Linked DNA regions of Dromaius novaehollandiae: region 1 is linked to region 2. Evidence: chromatin contacts called from public Hi-C data. All regions are on one chromosome and are shown on one strand. Each heading gives the region's core, a stretch centred on a gene start, on an enhancer-like site or on the middle of the called end of the contact. The rest is flanking DNA. Distances are from core to core; before and after follow the strand shown.

What was found. A called contact is a pair of places that touch in the nucleus more often than the background predicts.
Region 1: a contact with region 2 is called in a Hi-C map of ovary, with 4 times the contacts expected there. The contact joins two enhancer-like sites. A contact is called at or near these places in 2 of 4 Hi-C or Micro-C datasets (brain and ovary).

What each region holds. Positions count from the first base shown.
Region 1 is chr13:14,519,189-14,526,026 of bDroNov1.hap1, forward strand. No RefSeq gene overlaps it. Among named protein-coding and RNA genes, the nearest start is that of WTIP, 5.1 kb to the left of the region's middle. Within about 2 kb of position 3,958, at least 1 of the 2 cell types and tissues checked has open chromatin away from gene starts, as enhancers often do.
Region 2 is chr13:14,378,493-14,385,628 of bDroNov1.hap1, forward strand. No RefSeq gene overlaps it. Among named protein-coding and RNA genes, the nearest start is that of GPI, 38 kb to the left of the region's middle. Within about 2 kb of position 1,394, at least 2 of the 2 cell types and tissues checked have open chromatin away from gene starts, as enhancers often do.

The DNA of each region.
Region 1 (6,838 bases), core at 2,708-5,207, 140 kb after region 2:
TGACTCTTGCAGTTGTGCGTCCTGGTGCACGCTGCTGTTAGCGCAAACAACAGGCACGATGCAGGCCCTGGGCGTCAGCAGCAAAAGTGTCCCAGCAAACGTCCCGCAATGCTGACCCGGATTGAAAGGGTGTTTCAACTCCCCATCTCACTCAAACCTTAGACTTTCTAATAAAACCATCAGCAGATGTGAACCATGCTGTCAGCTGTGCGATGCTGACACGTGCCAGCGCCAAGCACAAGTCACTGCCACGGAGCCCCGTGGAAATCGCAGTTACCCTGAGCCCAGCAGGACCCTGTGCGAGGTCCGCTTGGAAGAGGGAGCGCCTCGCGGTCTGCTGCCTGCAAGTGTGCAGAGGCACATCCTGCTGAGAGCAGTCCTGAATTGCTTGTGGGGCCTTTGCTAGGATGATCTGCATTATTTTTAATTACTTACTGCCCATTTTTATAAGGTTGCCATCTTGAACAACTATGAGAGGCCCTGGGACAACCTGGGCCATCAGAGCACATATAGAGGAAAGTTAATTTACTGCACTTCAAGGTTTTTTTAACTTTTCAACATTAGGTGACTACTATTATTCTAATGGAGTAGGTAGGGCTTCTCTGGGGGTAAGAGCAGCTTCCTATCCTGGGGGGCGGCACGGGGACCACGGTGCTGGTGCCGGGCGAAGGCAGGAGCCAGATCGCGAGCGCCTGCTGTTCCTCCGCAGCTGGGGGCTCGGCGCTGCACCGCGGTCCTCCTCCTGCCTTCTGAGGCAGCTCAGCTCTGTACTGCCTCGTGCCGCCAGCAGGTAGCAAGTTTGTACGTTAAGCCTCTTGGTACGTAAGTGGTTAAAGCATCTGTTTTATTTACTATGAACTCATGGAAAAAAAACATACCAGGGACTAAGAGAATCTGGGGAATCTGAAGAAACAGCTCCTTTTAGTAAGCAATTTGCATCAAAAATGATTAAGAATCACTTACTGTTACTGTTGAAAGCTTATGCTCAGTAAGTAAATCCTCAAAGCACGGCGCAGACAAATCCACTGCAGCCCTCGGCTTGTATATTCCAGCACAGTGTTCTTGTCTAAGCCCTACATTGGGGTAATACTACAAACCAGCTCTTCACCAGTAAATCGTACTTCTGTCATACACATAATGAACATAACATTTATCCACGCTGCAGCCACAGATGTAGCCCACGTGGGTAAAATAAATATGTTTGCAGTGGTACGTAACGCACTTAAGCACTGCTGCATTTCTCACAGAGGACCACATGTGCCAGGCCGTGCAAACAGAAAGTTTAGAGTTAAAACTGCTGTTGCTGTTGTAAGTAACCCCATCATTCTCCTTCCTGCTATATATAAGAAAAAAACAAAGTACCAGACAATTACAATTTGACAGCCCCAGCATGTTTTCCCCTCAAGTGTATTTAAAATATATTTGCTTAATTTTAACAACCAGCAGCACAGTGTATGTACTGTAAAAAGACTCAGTCTTACACAAAGAAAACTCCTCTTCAATAGCTGTCATAGAGCTACCTGACAGTATTATAAAAGCTGAAATTCATTTCGTAATTTAGTGTGGTAATCCTTACGTCTGATTTTAAGTTATATCAGTAAATCAGATATTAAGGAAAGCCAGCTGCTTCTGTTAAATAAACTCCTTTGTCTAAGACTTAAAGGGAGCAAAAAAGCCAGGTGGAGTTATTGATCTGTGAATATCAGTTGGTTGGGCCTCACAGTCGGTGGACTCCTATTTCTTCTAATTGCCAGTGCCTTCAAGGAAACTCTGGCCAAGCCAACTTGTAGAGAAAACTGACAGGCTGCCTGGGGATTTTGTCTCCCTGGGCTGCAAATAGTTCGTTAACAACAAAGCAGAGAATCCGTAAATATAAGAATTCACTGGTGCAACTTCGGCCCTGTTGAAGACAATGGCAAAAATCCCACTGACTTCTTGTACTGCATTTTATATCATACCTATCTTACTATCATAATACACAATGGATTTGTCTTATTTCATCAATATAATGACTTGAAAATCATGAAGCTGCTCCACAGATTTGCTTATCAGATTGGATACTACCTGATTTTTTTTTTTTTTTGCAGCTTCCCTCCTTCTCCTCTCCAGCATTGAGAAAACAATTAAATTATACTTTGAAGTCCAGAAGGTGAAGACATTATTATTTAGGGATTTACTGCCCTGGTTTCAATTTTTTTTAATTTGACCAGTTACTTGGTAATGTTTCCTGTAATGATTATTCCTTTTCCTTTGTCTGTTTTGCTTTGAACCAAGAATAAAAAAAAAAAGTCGTGTTGCTTATATCCCATTACTTTGGAATATAAACAAGAGTTCAAGCATCACAAAGACTTCATTGTTTAATTCTGAGGACTTTCACCTTGCCCTAACATATTTAAAAAAATACTAATTCTCAGATATCACAACTTTAGAAAATTGGAATTACTGAATACGTTTTAGGGCACCATCTTCTGGTAGAAAGAACACATTGTATTTGAATGGCTACCTTTGACTGCCGGCCAAAACTATTTAAAATATTTTTGACTAACTGCTCTGAAAGCTTGTAGATCATTTCTCATGCTAAATCTGCAATAAAACACTATTTAACATTTTTTACATTCTTCTTATTCTCTTAATAGTTCATTGCAAATGCAACTATTCAACATGCTGCCTGAATATAACTAGGGACAGACCCTGTAAAATTCCAGTTACAACAGCCACTTTGTAAATACATTATGTTAGAGAGACAACCACACGTCCAAGCTTTTAAGACCAGTACACCATTGTATCTTACTTCTTTTATAGTTTCATCTTCTCCTTCCCTTAGGTATTTCAAATAATACCAGTTCTCAACAAAGCAATCTAGTAGCTCAGATTTAGGAGACTGCATGTAGTCTTAGTCATACTTCCTTGCAATCACAGGACATAATCAGTGTTTATTCAAACACAACCAGTAAACTTAATAGCAGCTACTACATTTGCATAAATGCATACATTTAAGTTAGCCAGATCACTTAACAGTGCACCCACTTAGTACTCTGAAGGTTAAGTAGCTTATTTCAGAGACTTGAAAATATAAAAACAAACCAAGTTTCTCCAGAGCTAAAATTTATCATGACATCATAAAAAGAAGGTCCCAATTACAATACTGTAAAACCTCATCTGGCAAAGGAATCAGATAGCATTAGTGAATTCAATAAAAAACAGAAACACTGCATGAGATTCAGACTCCTATACACATCTCCTCCTGGTCTCTGCTGGTGATTGCTCCCAGACTGACTGCACATGCCTCTTCACGGCACTCAACAAGCACGGCCAGCCTGGAGCACCCCCCTCCTGACCTGGCAATACAACACACTTCAGCTGTCATGAGAGGGATCATTTTAGGAGAAGAAAGGGGACAGCAGTTTGTTGAGAGTACCAATTACTTGTATGTTTCATGGTATTTTCCATATAAGAAATCACATAACATTACAGATAAAACAGTTGTTAACTGAAAATATTAAATGCATTTGTAAGAAATAAGGAGCTGTTCCATGAGCAGTGGAAGCAGCAAAGGCCGCTCTGCTACAGGGCTGTTCTAGACGCTTTGCATCCTGCAGCTCCTCCCCAAATCCCCAGTAACGTTGCAGTCTGGTTGCCCTCTTTGTCCCACGGAGCTCTCCCGTGGCTACGGTCCCCAGGACCTACCAAATCCTCAGCCGCTACATGCAATACCTCCAGGTCCCCCCCACCATATCCCCCTACATCCCTCAGCAGGCTTGTCATCCCTCGCCTGTCTGCAAAGTTCCTCCTCTACAACATCTTTAATTCTCTCCTACATCTATCTTGAGCCTTCCCTTTATAATATCCACAGCTCCTAGCACTTCCCAAGCTTCTCGTTAGGTCTCTTAGCGCCCTCTTTCCCCTGCTTGCTTCTGCTACCTCTAGCGATCATCTGTCAGATGGGCAAAATGCATCAGGCTCCCACGTGGCGCTGTGTACCCGCCGGCAGCAGGTGGGTGAGTGCGGCACAGCTCGGCTGAGTGCTCCCGCGGGTCCCTCTCCCCTCGCTGCACACACTTACTTGTAGAACTGCAGTAGCTTCGAGATCCCGGACAAATGTGTTTAACATTCGCAAGTAGCTTCGAATGCTGTTGAAAAGGACTGGCAGAGCAATTCTATATGTATCTTTTCTTTAGGAAAACCATACTGAAAGTGCTTCACTTTTCTCTCATATGTGAATGAAGTAGTATGCTGACGAGAAAGACAAACATAATGACATGTATATAAACAGCAACATTCTGTTGTTAATGTAAACTGATATCAAGCTATATATAGATTTACACACTTTACCCCATTCTTCCCTTAAAGAAGCATCAAGGCTTCCACGTTATGGCCACGTTATTAAACTGCCTCCTCCTCCCATCCCTTTGTCCGTAGGTGTACGGTCTCTGTAATCATTCTGCTTAGACACTAGCTCAGAAACAGTCTCAGGCAAACAACAAAACAAAGACTTTTGGCTTGTGTCATATTTGTTACATTTCTTTCATCCTCATTTCCACATTCTTGCCAATTCAGGAGTACTTCAGATATTCAAAACCGAAGCCTTTTGTCCTTACAGTTGCAAAGAGAAGAAAGAAAAAATCTCTACCTATACCAGCAGAAAAACAGAATACAGAGAGGACCCGCCCCAAAATTTATTTTCCGTAATTCAGTGTGTGTTCAGTTTTCTAATCCAAATTTACAACTTTGGGGTAGTAGAGATAAGGCTCAAAGCAGACAGTATCAACAGTAAATACGAACTAAACACAGCCTTACTTTACTTTCTGAGATCTAATAAACGGTTAGCAAGAGGTCTTTGTGTAAAGGTCACAACTTGAAATGGCACATCAATCTGCTTGCCAGCTGCTGGAGTCAACAGGCCAGGAAAGCATGCACATCTCTGTGTGGTTCAATGCCGAAATGGTTTCATAAGGCAAAATTAAAATGTCACAAAGAACTACTACAAGCATTACATCAATATCTACAGGTTAGAGTTGCTTTTTAAGAAATAGGCTGGTACAAAGCTGTCGTGTCATGGCCCCAAAAGCTCTTTCTTCTGACTTCAATGGTTATCAACTGCCCCTTGAAGGAGCAAGTCCTGTACTCAGGTGATCCTGTGAATGTTTTGCGAATCAGATAGGTTGTGTTTCTGTGTAAAGTTTATTCTTTCTTACAATAAGATTGTGGGAAAATCCTCACAAATTTCTTCACTGTAAGTCAGGAGAGCTTCAGGAATCTCTAGTTAACTGCTATACAGGTGGTCAATACACTTTTCCATGCCCCAGTGCAGAAAAGGCATATTGAACTAATAGCATACAAAGACAGGTAATGGATACCCACACTCACAACTGCATTTAACTACATTAAAATACTCTACTAATTTTCTAGTCCTTTTAACACATGGCACTCAAGTTCACTACATGAATAGAGATACAAACATTATGAATCATTTTTACAGAGAAGCAGCCAGAAAGGCTTGTCTACATCACAGAATTTGCAGCAGCACAAACAAACAACTAGAGAAAACTGTGTGACAGAAAAGCCACTTTGTATCACTGCAAATAACGATTCATAGATCGATTTAATGACCCTGGCTCAAAAATCATTAGTGGAGACAGAGCCTACATCAGGACTGCCCAGCTAAGGCACTGAGGAGAATTTCTACTCCATTTTAATGCTTAAATCTCATGTCTTCCAACAGTATTTCCTTCTATGTTAAGTTACTGCTATTGGGGCAATAACACAAATGTTGAAAAGCAGGTTGCTGGGTTTTTTTTAACTACTTGAAAGCTTAGTAAGTGCTTCAATTTATAATCTGCTCTCAAGGTCAAGAGAAAGTGTCTACACTAATACAATGTTGGTGACTAGTAGCCAATTAAGGATACTGATACTTCCATCAGTTTTGAAAAGCAATTTTTCATTTAGCAGAGGCAGTTTGCGTTTTACTCGTTCATTCAGTATTACCGAACTTAGTAAGAACCTAATGAAATAGCAGAGCCGCCTGTCATATGTTCTACAGAAACAGTCTGTTTAAAGAAAATTATTAAAAACTATCCCACTTTAAAATATTTTACAGGAAGGATCTTGGAACACTTATAGCAATCTAAATATTTCATACCCAAACCAGAGCAGCACAATTACATCTCCTAAATACATCAACATGTATTTGCTTATGTTATTAAATTCTAGGCTACCTTTCATGCTGCAAACAAGAAGATACATAGTTTAAATTCTGTGCTTCTTGAAAATCTTATCTAACCAGTGTCCTGCAGTGGCCCCTCACATCTGAGCTGGAATGCTTGGTTAATGCCAAACATTTTTGCAATCTGGCTTTTTGACAGAGTCAAGACAGTTGTCTACCACCCTGACAGACTATTACCTACGTCTTATTGAACATTAGCATCCCAGATATTTTGAGAAACTAATCTTACGCTAACACTACACATCAGCTTAAATGCTAGATAACTTAAGTAGAAGGCCGCAAGACTGAATAAAAATCCCCCTTCTTACTCTTCTCTCTTTCCCTGCCAGATGTGCTGGTGCTGCATGTTATTGTAGAAATCTGTTTCAAATCAGCTCATATGCCATTCAACTTCCAAGTCTTGAACTCTCAACATCAGTAAAACTGATATGATAAAGTTACCCAGAATTACAGCTTTTACCATAACTAAACTCCTTTAGTTTTCCCTGTGCAAGCAGGGAAATTTCTCAGGTAGTAAATAAGATAGAAAAAGATATTTTAGACACGTTACACATGCCATGTGCTTAGATAGGATTGTGCTCCTCATTGTGACGTGACAAAGCTCTACCACACAGG
Region 2 (7,136 bases), core at 144-2,643:
CGAGCACAGATACAACAATTTACTAATTAATATATCAACAAAGAGAAATGTTAGAATATTTTATGTGGACGGAGATTAGATGAGAGTGTAAAATGAAAGAGGAGCAGTGTCTGTCCACTAGGTGGTAATGCTGGTTGTTAAATCCCCTTCCACCAGTGTAGGAGCTCCCTTCCTGCTGTCCCAAGCCTTCCTCATTCCATTCTGCTGACGTGAAAAACAAAGTAGTAGTAAATTATGTAAGTCTGGAACACTAATTAACGAGAAACTTTTGATCTGAAAATCTAGGTTTTTGAGGTAAAACAGGACTTAGTAAAGCTTAAGGTCTAACATGTGGTTTGTGACGGTGCCTTAAAGCTTTGTATAGATGTGCTTCATCTGGTGGTACGCATGTCTCTAATGTTTGGTATGTAAGTTTTGGGGTGGCTTCTGGAATTGTTGAGCACTCGCTCTACAATAACCAAGTAAAGCTAAGCACCCAATATCTATAGTTATTTCAAAACATCTTGGTCATTGTAAATGATAAGTTTTACCCCGAATGACATACAAAACCCAAACGAATGACTGGATAATAACATACTGTTATGAGCTTCCGTTTGAAAGTGAATTTGTCACTGAAGGCACTTTGTGAAACAAATCTCAGAGGTGTTTAATATTAACTGAAGTGCAGCAACTTCTGAAGAAGCATTTGTTTAATGGTGTAGCACAGTGTCTAGGACTGAAACAGTGTTAGGCTAGAGATGGAAACTGAGAAGGGATTTTGGGAAGAATGAATGTGATTATTTTAGCTGGAATTTGGGGAAAGTGGTCTAAGAAAAATTCCATTAAATCCTTCCAGACATTAGAAATCACCTACAGTTTTGTATGTTTTCAAGAAGACAGTATTTCCAGAAGCAAAATGTTTCCTAGCATCAAGTTTAAACTTTGGGTTGGGGTAAAACATCACCATTCTGGAATTTTTGTTTTGGCAGACTTTCAAAAAATTCTGAAAAATAGGTTTGGGAATGTCAACCTGAAAAGTAATTCTAATGCTAAAATTGGGTATAAATACTTTAAAATGCAAAAAAAAAAAACCAAAAAAAACCCCTGGGTTTCAACTCACATGTATTAAATTTCACAGTTGTATTCTAGGTCATTGGTCCATCTTTTGCTCAGAAAGCTCAGGATATACTCTATGTTAATATTTCAGCAATTTGATCCTCAGTATCCATTTGAGGTGGACAGAAGATGAGAAAGAAGATACAGAGTATTTTATTTCCAAATGTTAGTAACCATTAGTGGAGTAGCGGGGAGGCAATTTTTTTTTTTTAATATAGGGAGAGCCTGGGATGGGAATGGTAGGCACCAGGCAGCCCTGCTTTGCCAGATGCGCCCTGGTGTTCATTTGAGCTTTGCTGGTGTGCAGCACTGCTGGTGAAGTAAGTGAGCGCAGCCGTGCCCGGATCTGTCTGCAGGTGTCGTGCGCAGCTGCGGGGAGGCTTTGGAGGCAGCGGGGAAGCCGCGCTCCGATAATTCGGACATAAAGCGGCCAAATAGCCTTATTGCGTCATATGAAAATTAAGATTATGAGAAGTGTGTAGAGGCTGAGAGAATTCCAATGAATGAGCAAAATTTCAAGGAATAGGTAGGGTGAGACCCATTTTGTGTACACTTTTCGGGGAACTGGCTTTATTTTATTTTTTTCCTCACAGTTTGAGCTTAGTCTGGAGGCGTGCTGTGTGATTGCTGCTTTCATCATCTTGTCTTTTCTCTCTCTCTCAACCAGGTGTTTGTCTCCCTTCAAGTGTCGATATAGTTCATAGTACAATTACTGAAAACAGCACGGTAATGTCACTGGTATACGTGATGGCTTTCCAGGGACAATAGATATTACTGTTTTAATGTTGTCAGTAGAGATAATTCATATTCTTTGTTTCTAAGAATTTTTATTTCTACATAACCAAACTGTTAAATGTATGCAGTTTCTCTCCTTCACGATTAGATTTCCCATCAAGCTATGCCATGTAATTTAATGTAACTTTACCAAGCCTGTCACTGCAGCAGGAACACCAACATTAACAACATTAAAACTTGGCTTTCATGTTCTTGATCCTGCCATCTCACCCATAAAGATCAGCCTTTGGATTGGTGTGGAGCCCACTGGTTTAAACGCATTTCTCTGTGGGTATAATGGTTTGATTGGGCAAATCAGTAGCACACTTGGGGCTTATACTGGTTAGGGGGATTCTCTTGGAGTAAGAAATTTGTCTGTCAGGATCTGTCTGATCTATATCATACTTTGCCTTGCCCACTAGCCAGCTGACTGCATTTTGACTAAGAGAAATATAGTTCATCTCTCTGTTGGAGATCTGTTTTCTTCTTTTTCAAAAACAAAATGGTCATGAAAAATATATTCACTGTTATATAATTTTTCCTTATCTGTATTTATTTACCTCTGTTTTTAGTTATATTTAATGTAGTTGTCATCTGCTAATTTAAACTGATCTGATACCTTATGCTTGTGTGACTGGAAAAAGAAAAATAATTCTGTAAGCAAATCAGTTACATATTTTGGCATTCTTATACCTTCTCTCCTTCAGAAGTGAAATGAGGCACTTCATCTAATAATTATGGAGACAGATAATCACAAGTTTTATTAAAGTTTTTGAAAATGATTCAGGATTATAGAAAATAAATGATTGTATCTTACTTTTTGACATATTTCTGTATGAAAATTACTGTTTTATGTAAGGGATTGGAAATTTTGATGCAACGGTCTCAATTCTGTGAAGATTTATACAGCTCAGAGAAAACAGGTGATTCCACTTTCTAGGGTAAGTTTGTTGAAACAGTTGAACAGTTTTCTCCAGAAAAAAATTAAATAAACCTCACTATTTTCAAAATGAAAAAATGGGGAAAAAATAGTTGGATATTTTATAGTTAAGTAACACTGGGACTATTCTTACCTATATTTATGCTATATTTATTCTTCCCTATATATATCCGGGACCAGACTTTGGATTTATTATCTGTCGTTTGTATCAAAAAAGACATAGAATAGAAGAATATCCCAAACACAGTGAAAAACGAAGTTATAGTAGAGAGTTCTTGCTCAGTGAGATTAAAAGTACTGGAGTAAATAGTGCATATCCTACAAACAATTAGGACATCTTCATTTTATATTATTGCACTTGGTATTAGCATTAGATTCATTGTGATAGAAAAGACTACCGCAAACCCCTCTGCTCCATTTAAGTCTCAAGTAGGAGATGCAAGGGGAGAACAAGGTTGAGCAGCTCTGAAGCTTGTCTCTGCCCTTTTCAAAAGCCTGCATTCCCTGAGCCATGTTAGCTCTTAGGGAATGCTGTGCGGGCAAGCTGAGGGGACGGGACACTGTCAGTGTCCATAAGATCCCACTGACTTGGTGCTTCACAACCAGTATCCCAGGCTGGCGATGCTCCTACATTGGGAGGAAAGTCATTTTCTGTGGGCTGGTGAGAATGGAGAAATGCAGATTTGGAGAAAGGTTTGCTTTTCAGCAGGAATTTCTTCAACACACCCTTTATTCTGCTTTTCTTACGTTTTGATTCTCACCGATTAGAGAGGCTTTAGTCTGGAGAGGCGCAGGAACTCCAAAACCACGGGAAACTTGTTACCAGGCCTAAGGTTGAGGAAAGAGAGTAATTGCAAAGGACTGTGTTTTAACTAGCAATTGCTTACAAGCTCCACTTCATTTGCTTTGGGGACGAGAAAGAACTTGTTTACAGCCTAGCTAGAGGCTTAACTTTCTCTTCCTTTAGCTAATGGAGAACTCACAAATATGCTCTGTTTAGAGCTTTCTCTTTACTTTGCGTTGAAGGAAAGGAAGCAATTTTGGGAATGTACCGGAGGGTTTTGCATGAAAAAAATCAAACAAGGCAATGCTAGACCAAAGTTCTCCAGCTTCTGCTGGCACACAGATACTTGTGTACCTTTGTCCACACCTATTATTTCAGAGAATCAGCTTTTTGCAGGAATAGGTGCCAATCTTCTCAGGCCTACCAGTATTAAGATGCGTTCCTTTAATGCTGTGCCTTTCTTTTCTGTTTTGCTTTCAGGAATTAAGGCATGTGTGCTGAAAACATGATATTCTATTTAAGGAGCACTTAGCAAAGTTGGAGCGAGACTTTCAAAACTAGAAACCCTTAGTTAGACTCCTAGATCCATGTTTAGGCTGCTACTTAAGTGGGCTGGTCTTCAAGAGTGTGGAGATAGGTAGCTTTGGCTTCAGTGGTGGCTGCTGAATGCAGAACACTGCAAGAAGTCAGTCTTCTTTCAGAAATAAGGAAATAAGGGCTATTGTTTCAGACTATCTTGGCAGAATGAACATCACAGTGACCTTTGTGTATGAACTTAAAAAAGAATCAAACTTTCTTTAAATCAGAATGGGAAAATATTGAGACAATAATGATTATATATAAATGTAAGCTAGAAAATAATACTTTAAAATCAAGCATAAGTTGGATCTTTGGTTTCTAGGGGAAAACTTGAACTTCAGGACGGAGAGTCCTGTATCTGCTTTTGGTCTGTTTTGAAAGGGTAAAATAATACTTACCAACACATTATTTACAAGGAAAGGCATAGCTGTCCCTGTGTGTACTGTGGAACAAAAGATTTATTGCTTTTCATTTCCTAATAAGTGGATAGATAGATCACATATATTCTCTTGTGCCCTGTATTCCCTGTCTTTTTGTAAAACGTTGCTTATAACATGGTCTCAGGTAACTCTTAGATTTCTTTGTTTAGTGTGCAGAAGGACAGGTGAGAGAGGAGAAGATTGACCACAAAACCTTGAATATTTTAGACAATTAGTCTGTAGAGCTGCATTACTATGAAAGGAGAGATTATCTTGACATGTGCTTGTTTGCTTTTAAAAAGTAGTAGATGTTTCTTAAAAAGCAATGTGCATATGATGTTAAATTGGAAATGGATTAAAGCAAACATAGGCTTTCTTCTTTGACAAGCTTACAGTCTCATTAGGGTAAATTATCCATTATTGAGCTCCCTGCTTCCACGGTTAGATGGTTATTGGGATCCAACCTAATTAGTTTAAATCTGGCATGGGTATCTCTATACAACACTGCCGTTATTTCTGTGCTGCTGTGGAGACGTAGACTAAAGTCTTCATTTGAAATCCATTAAAGTCAAAGGAACTCTTTCTGTTGGTTGAATGAGCTTTGCATCAGGCTGAAAACACATCAAGAGTACAGTACAGAAAATAGAGAGACCCCAGCCATGCGGTCCGGGCCTTGGAATGTCTTTTGGCATACACTGCCGCGGGGAGGGGGCCAGGAATGCAGACGCGGGTGCCATGGGGGAAAGCGTACTGGGGGGGGAGGTAAAGAAAGCAAATGAAGGAAGCTTGTGTATAATAGGAGAAGCACAGCAAGGAGAGAGGGAGAAATCAGAGCATAGATGAAGGAAGATTTCTGAGGAGTTTTGAAGGTAATGGGAGAGACTTGGATTTTTTTATAGAAGGTGGAGTGCTAGTCTGGCATAGTTGAAGTAGCACCCGGTGGACAAGCGCTCTGAGGCAGCATTTCTGAAAGAAGCAGGTGAGCAAAGGCAGAACTGACAATGTGCAATAAATAGCATTATAGAGAACAGTCGAGGGGGGTAAAAAGCTTGGTTGGGGAGTAGACAGAGCAACCAATCTGGTGGTGAATATAAAAGTCTTCCCTTTCCCACTGCCTGAAATGATTTGCTGCAAATGATGTGCTCTTTAAAGAAATCCAACCTGACAGGAATGGGGGAGCAGCAGGTGAGCCCTAGGGGGTTTGGAACAGGCAGTTATTCTTCAGACTGGTGGAGACATGAACATGCTAAGGGGTGATACGCTTCCAAAAAAAAATCTGAAAAAGCATAGCAAGCATATTTTAGGGCAGGATGGAATGTTTGCTCAATTAACTAGTCAAAACTGGATTTCTTTGTTTCTCACAGTGCTGCAAAGGGAATCACTTTTATGAGAATCAAATTTTTAGCCTGTATTTCTATTATCCAACATATACCGTCTTCAGGGGCTTTACTAGCATTAGCTGATCCCACTCTGCCTTGTGAAGTAAAGTAGCTCTATTTTATCCTGACCTCACAGGATCAGGAAACCTAAGACAGAAATTAGACAGCTTGCCCAAAACCTCCAAAGGCCTTGCTATCACAGTGAACGTGGAATCACCTTTTCATCAAGACTTGCTTACTGCCACCATGTCATAGTTATGTCTGGAAAGTCCAGAATGGTCTTCAGAACACCCACTCCATGTGCTTCTGCAAAACACAGTTTGCAAAACACACCCTGTAACAAACCTGAAACTATTAATCTTATGTAGAAGATCAAAAGCCACAAACTGCCATGTCCCACTGAAAGAGACCTGGAGAGAGTAGGAGCTTCATCATTCTCTTAGATCCTTGCATTAATGTGGAACTTGTTAAGTGACATTCCCAGATTACCCAGATAGCAAACTACATGCTGCACTACACATGAAGAAAAAACAGTTAATTGTTACATTCCTTAACAATTTGATCTGGATAGAAAGCTTTTCCTGATCTTGCCTAACCCTGTGCACCAGAGATGTTTAATACCATAAAGCAGGAGTACCCTGGCTATGCCTAATCTTTGCTATTTCAGGGAAAAGCCATGAAGTTCCCCTTTTCTACCACCAGCATTAAAAAGCCAAGTTGTACATCAAAAGGAAAAATATATACCTTTTCATAGTCTCTTTTGGCAACAGGAATTCAGCACAACTATGGAGCAACAAGGACAGCCAACAGATAGTCACTGAATCTCCTTGAGATTAAAACAGTACAGTCAAATCAGATAGGAACAAATTAAATAGACCAGCTTCCGTAACTATCTCACTCTGTGTCACATATAGGAATCCTGCTATCTTCTCATGACTCTTCTCTGAATCTTCTCCCACTTTTTGATTTCATTCTTTTTTTTTAGGGATATCAGAACTGCAGTATTTTTGCAGGGTTTACACCAATAGAATATGCTGAGGGGATGCATCATTTCTGCTTTTACCCAGCATTCCCATTAAGAAACGGATTACGGATTGCCTAAGTCCTTTTGGCTGTAATGTTTCAGGTGGAGATTAAGTTAATTACTGCTTCCCAAGTCACGGCTT